Linked DNA regions of Mus musculus: region 2 is linked to region 1. The links are chromatin contacts, called in public Hi-C maps. All regions are on one chromosome and are shown on one strand. Each heading gives the region's core, a stretch centred on a gene start, on an enhancer-like site or on the middle of the called end of the contact. The rest is flanking DNA. Distances are from core to core; before and after follow the strand shown. Region 1 has its middle 130 kb from the start of Isl1. Region 2 has its middle 130 kb from the start of 4930435F18Rik.

Evidence for each region. A called contact is a pair of places that touch in the nucleus more often than the background predicts.
Region 2: a contact with region 1 is called in a Hi-C map of the N1E-115 cell line, with 5 times the contacts expected there. The contact joins two enhancer-like sites. A contact is called at or near these places in 1 of 484 Hi-C or Micro-C datasets (the N1E-115 cell line) and 3 of 115 datasets of contacts at active chromatin or transcription factors (embryonic forebrain, neural tube and stem cell-derived neural progenitor cells).

Annotation. Positions count from the first base shown.
Region 1 is chr13:116,442,151-116,445,141 of GRCm38.p6, reverse strand. No RefSeq gene overlaps it. Among named protein-coding and RNA genes, the nearest start is that of Isl1, 130 kb to the right of the region's middle. Within about 2 kb of position 1,406, at least 30 of the 459 cell types and tissues checked have an H3K27ac peak or open chromatin away from gene starts, as enhancers often do. A contact at or near this core is called in the N1E-115 cell line, where this site is marked.
Region 2 is chr13:116,704,234-116,707,224 of GRCm38.p6, reverse strand. No RefSeq gene overlaps it. Among named protein-coding and RNA genes, the nearest start is that of 4930435F18Rik, 130 kb to the left of the region's middle. Within about 2 kb of position 1,389, at least 37 of the 459 cell types and tissues checked have an H3K27ac peak or open chromatin away from gene starts, as enhancers often do. A contact at or near this core is called in the N1E-115 cell line, where this site is marked.

The DNA.
Region 1 (2,991 bases), core at 157-2,656:
CTCACTTTGTAGACCAGGCTGGTCTCGAACTCAGAAATCCGCCAGCCTCTGCCTCTCGAGTGCTGGAATTAAAGGCATGTGCCACCATGCCCGGCTAAGATTTTCTGTTGGTTTTAGTTTGTGTTTTTACAAACTAGGGAAATTCAATTAGATTTCTTTGAAGGTACTAGGTCTAAATCTCTGGATATGTGAGATGGTATACATCATTTAAATATAAAATATAAAATTTATATAAATATTAAATCCTGCAAAATTGACTTATAAATGAAATTGCTCTTTGACTCAACCCAGAAGTTCTAATAACAAAATGTCTATCATGAATAAAATAATTAATGTTGCTTCATTTTTGTGAGTTACATAGACTGGCCTCCTATGGTTTGTGCTTTACACTCCTTTGAAAAATGAGGAACCCAGAGAACTTCCAAGAAAGAAACAGCTGGCAGTGTCCCACTACAACACTGTATTGATGTAAGGGCCTATGTAGAACATGACTGCTTTTCTGTAGAAGACTGGTGGCAGGTGTCAACCCTCAACCATGTACTCACAGGAAGGGATAAAGACTTCGTCTTTTTTTATTATCATTATTTTGCTGGTAAACGTTAGAAATAGATATTTGAATGATAAAAAATATCGTAGAACCTTAAGACTTTACAATTCCCTCTCGAAACAACTGCAAAATGTGTGGATGTGTATGTGTGTATGGATAGATATTCATAGTGAGGGTTGGTGACATAATCTAAGTGCCAGGGTGGCCTCCACCTGTGAAAGAGAGAATGCTCCCATGGGAAAGTGTCTATTTGACACAGTGAGGACATGTCCTGTCAGAAAAGACACTGTATATGATCACACTGTAAATGAAAGGCCCTTTGTTTCATTTGCGGTTTTCACAGATCATCTTATGTCTCCATTTGTCATAAATATCTCTGTTTCCTGAGAGTGGCCAGTTGCATAAAGAGCAAGCAAGAAGTAAAAGTCCTCAGGTTCATTTCAGCAGCGAGGAGGAGTGGAGCAAGGCTGCTCGCTAAAAGCTGTTAATTGCAGTTTACAAAGGAGAAATCCCTTATCTTTAAAAGTTCCTTTGCTTGACTGACTCATTCTTCCTGGGAGGGATTAATGCTTAATTAGAAAAAGATGCTAAACAATCCGTGTGCTTCCTGAATGAAAAAAAAACAAAAAACAAAAAAACAAAACCACCTCACCTTAGTTTTTAAAGATTCTTAACAAGGTAACATGCTAATTGTTTAATGAATGATTCGCACCGAGAACTAGAGATGTGTGTTAAAAAGCATCGCTTATCACGATTGGCGTAGCTCCCAGAAATTGGTTCACTTGCTGTTCTAGGACCCAGTGCCAAGCCTGTTTGCGTTGCGCTTTGGCGTTTGCTTTTGTTTCCCCACCTCTGCGTGTAAACATGTTTGTCAAGGTCCACTGTTAGGCTAGGAAGCAGAGGGACAAAGGGAGGGTAAAGACTAGTGGTGACCGAGTTGGGGGTGGGGTGGGGAAAAGGTAGTGAGAATTCTCTCTATCTTATGTTGGGGTTGAAATTGCATTTTATTGAGCAATGCTGAGCATGCCTGCATTTCATCCTTGGTGTAGGATATTAAGAAGTGAGAGTTGCATCTATTCTTCAGTGAAGGGCAAGAGGCATTGCAAAGCCCGACTTCACACTTTGCCTGGCTGTCAAAGGGCTTGCTTGCTCCTTCACAACAATGCCCCAATGTTTTGTTAGGCTGGCTCCAGTTCACTTCCTTAAGTGAGGAGGCATGGGTGGAATGCCAGGTATGTCTACAGAGCAAAGCAGTGCAGGCAGGCTGACGCCAGGAGAGAATAGGCAGGTACCGATTGAGTTACAGGATTTCTACAAATCTAATCCCCCCGTGTAACATGAGACTTATTACAGAGCCAGCCTCTGCTAGGGCCGGGAAGTCTGAGGATATGAACAGTTTTGGAAGCAATGATCCCAGTTAACCCACTGAAAACCAGCTTCAGTTGACCAAAATGAACAGCCTCTAGTCCTCACGAGGTTGTTTAAAGGTAATAGTGATTCGAAGTCAGTTGCTAATTGTAGAAAAAAAGAAATCTTACTGATGAGAGATATTCAATATACCAACAGTACATTGGACATACAATACAGCTACACCCTGCTAAGGCCATTTTAAGAAAATTTCTACTTTATATGTCTGACACTGGATAGTCTATACATTACTAATGGTAAGTATGTATAATTTATGGGGCATATCTTGCATATGACAAGCTTGTTATGAAAATTTAAAGTAATGTAGTTATTTATTACTGTCTCAAAAGCATCTACTTAAGGGAAACATTTATTTTCTGGGACACTTTCATTAATTATCATAATAAGGGGATGGTATATTTTATTAAATGCAAGAAATCAAAATAGCTAACCTAAACAGAAAAAATATCCAAGTATCAGAATCTCCTATATCTCTGATAATTATTTATTGTTTCTGATCACCCACTAACACGCATCATCAGAGGCATGTAGGTAGAAGAAATTAAAGTATTCCTGCACTTAACATTTAATGTAAGAACTCTTTAAATCAAATTTACTAGATTCATACATTTACAAAGATGGCTAACTCTGGTTATACAACAAGGAAGCCAGGAACTTGTCATAATGTTGACATTACATTGTGACAAAGCTTCTGCCTTAACTCAGAAGCCCATAGTACAAAATAATTTCCTATCCATTTTCCAGCTTTGTGGATCATACCCGGAACTTTGAGCCTGTGAGCAAAGGCTCTGATACTGAACCTCAATCCAAGTCCGCAAAAATGTTCTTGAGACTGATCAGTGGCTCCACAATGCCTTTGTGCTTCTTATGCTAACGCCGTCCCTTTAGATAGCTGTGTTGATTATTTTGTCTGCACCTCTTGCGTACATACATCAGCAGCATCTGCTTCCAGAGTTTTGCTTGTTACTAAAAAGTTACCAAATTCAAAGACATATAGATCTAGACCCTGATAACAG
Region 2 (2,991 bases), core at 140-2,639, 260 kb before region 1:
CAGGAGGTTAGACTCCATCCTAGGGCTGTCCCCTTTCAAAAAAATGTTTTCGGGTGCATGTGTTTCCACTTTGCACTTTCAACGGACTGGAGAGGACAATAGTGTGAAAAACATCTGAAAATATGAGGCGACAACAGGGCATGTGTGTTTCATTTCTGCAGTGTTAGGGTGGAAAGTAACAAAAGAAACACACACACACACACACACACACACACACACACACACACACACAGAGTGAGGCCCAGGGACCCAGCACAAAAGACTTGCTGACCCAAAGCTAACACAAGACAAATTAAAGAACAGAGCAGGGACTGGGAGGGACTGGAGACAAACAGTTGGGGGGAAAGATCGCATCGAGTGCCTAGGACAGATGAAATACGGGAGAGAGAAGAGCAGACAAAGTAGTGCTCAGGACTGGAACTCACACCCCCGAGGCTGTGGAACAATACATTTGCTTAAAATACGAAGTTTCTTCGGCTGCACAATAACATAAAGGGATCACAAAATAAACATTACTTCTCTTGCAAGAGCGGAACAAACTGGTCACTCTAAACCAAACACAATTGTTCCAGTTTAATTGTGGGATCAGAAAACCCAGGCTGACTCCAACTCTCCTCTCGCTGCATGCCTATGAAGGGTAAAGTCTAAGGGGGTTGGGATTGGACTGCGAAACGCCTTTTCAGTGAAGCGACATCAATATTTGCAGAGTTTAAAGCTTCAAGAATACAAAGGCAGGCATGAGATTATCTGATTATCCACGGATACCATACCGAAGAAAGGAACGATGTTGCCTCTAAAAGGTTGAATAAGTTTTATTAATAAATAAATAAATAAATAAATAAATAAATAAATAAATAACCAATCTGTTGGTAAAAAGAATATATATATATATATATATATATTCAAGTGCTTGAAAAGGAATGAGGTCTAGAGCAGCAACTCCGGAGCGGGCAGTACAAGCCAGTCCCGAGGCCTCAGGGCTCAACCAAGGCCGGGGAGCGCTGCTCCAAAGTGGTGAGAGCCTCTCAGGAGCCAGAAGCCCCGCAGACCTCGACGGGATACCGGAGAGCCGGCAGCGGCTGGAAAAGAATGCTGAGGCTTCCAGGATAAACCGATCTGGGTCTAAGCCTCCGTTTCCTCGCCATCCCAAAACAGTGCCTTTAAAGGAGACATCATCGCCCTAGGACCCGTGTCCCATCCTGGGGACCCTGAATGTGCCCGACACCCCAGAACTGAGGGGCGAATTCTGGTTCTGTCCTCCTCCAGACGTTCTTACTATCCTTTAATTTTATTGGCCAGCCTGTTGCTCAGTGGACCTGGAAGGGTGAGCCTAGGGTTCCCGGACGCCCCGCTGAGTGCCTTTTCCCTAGACGCCTGCGGGGACCCGGCTGGAGATCACAGCTCGGAAAGTGTGCAGAGGCGGACTTGCAAGGCCGGGTTCCCTCCTGATGCTCACCTCAGGCGGCCGCTGGAAGTTCAGTCCCAGCGCTAGCTTTTCTCCGACAGAGACCCGATTGCCTTTAACTCCCGAGGCTGCGCTCTCCACCTCGTCCCAGGATAATTGCGCATTTCTCTACATTTAGAGCTTTGGAAATTGAGAAAGCGCGCTTTCATTTGTGCATCGTCTGCCGACAGCCCCTTCGCGTTAGAGTCTTTTCCCTCCTCCCCTCACGTACACACACACACACACACACACACACACACACACACACACACACACACACACACTTTTTAAAAAAAAAATAAATGATTTGAAATATCAAAACAAACCCTGAATCAGTCCGCCCAATTTTATGCTCCATCTCCCCTGTCTACCACAGTTTCTCTTTGTGGTCTATGGAAAAACAGTGTTTAGAGCCATTTGCAATTTCCTTTGTCACTTGCCGCTCTGTGTATGTTGGTTTTACATGTCATTTGTTTGCCAAATCAGGTTCTATTTCTTCAGCCCAGGATTCAGGATCTTTGTTCCTAGATCAATTGCCCTTTGCTGGAAGAAAGGCAGGACTTTTTTTTTTTTCTTTCTATCCACCTGATGCAGAAACTGTCAGCAAGCATTAAGTCACCAGGAGGACATCAGTGTGACAGATTCTGGCCTCTGAGGGTTTTGATTAAAGACCCCCCCCCCCAAACTCCCGCCTTGCCTTCCTAGCACTCTGTAAAGGTCATAGTTTGAAGCTGTGGTGGTGTTTATTGAATGTCTAATCTTGACTTCCAGGTATTGTAGAATCCTTCTTGGCAGGACCAAGCGGTCCTGGACTTCCAATACACCTGAATGCGTAGAGCATGTAGTCCCGTGTAGTCCTGTCTTCGATTTCCCTGGCCATAGGATGCCTACCTGCCTCATATGAATGGTGGACATTAATAGTTTCAGGTTCCTTATTAACTTTCTCTGGTTTGCTTATTGATTTCTTTACGTGATTATATCTGACTCAACACAGCCTAAGGATGTGGGTGACACTATTATTTCCCTGATTAGTATTCAAAACAAAACAAAACAAACCCCCCCCCCAAATTTAAAAGAGATGTTGGGATTGGTCCAAACATTTTCTTTTTAACTTTTTTTTTTTTTTACATATGTGTATTTCATTCTACAAACTGACAGTTGTACATTAGAAGCAGCTCAAAATGACTGGAAAGTGATTGGAGGTCAAATTCAGGTAGTCATGGCAATACTATCTTGGATCAGCCATTTGAGTTAGGTGATCACTTGTCCACCTTGGAAGAGAACCTTAATTAAAGGCAATTATATTACAATTTGCCCATACTCAGCAACCAAAAATAAGTCAAGAGTTTTGGCTGTTTCAGCAGATAGATGTCTCTGGGGTTGTTTGAAATTATAAAAGTGACTTGCTTTCTTCTGGGGATGTGCTGCATGTTAACATGAGCAAGTGGTTCATTCTTTATTACCTCTCCAGGTACTTTTAGATATGATGTCTCTTCCCGTTAAGTTTTTAGCTGTAATCACTACTGTCATCTGAGATGTTAAGTGCA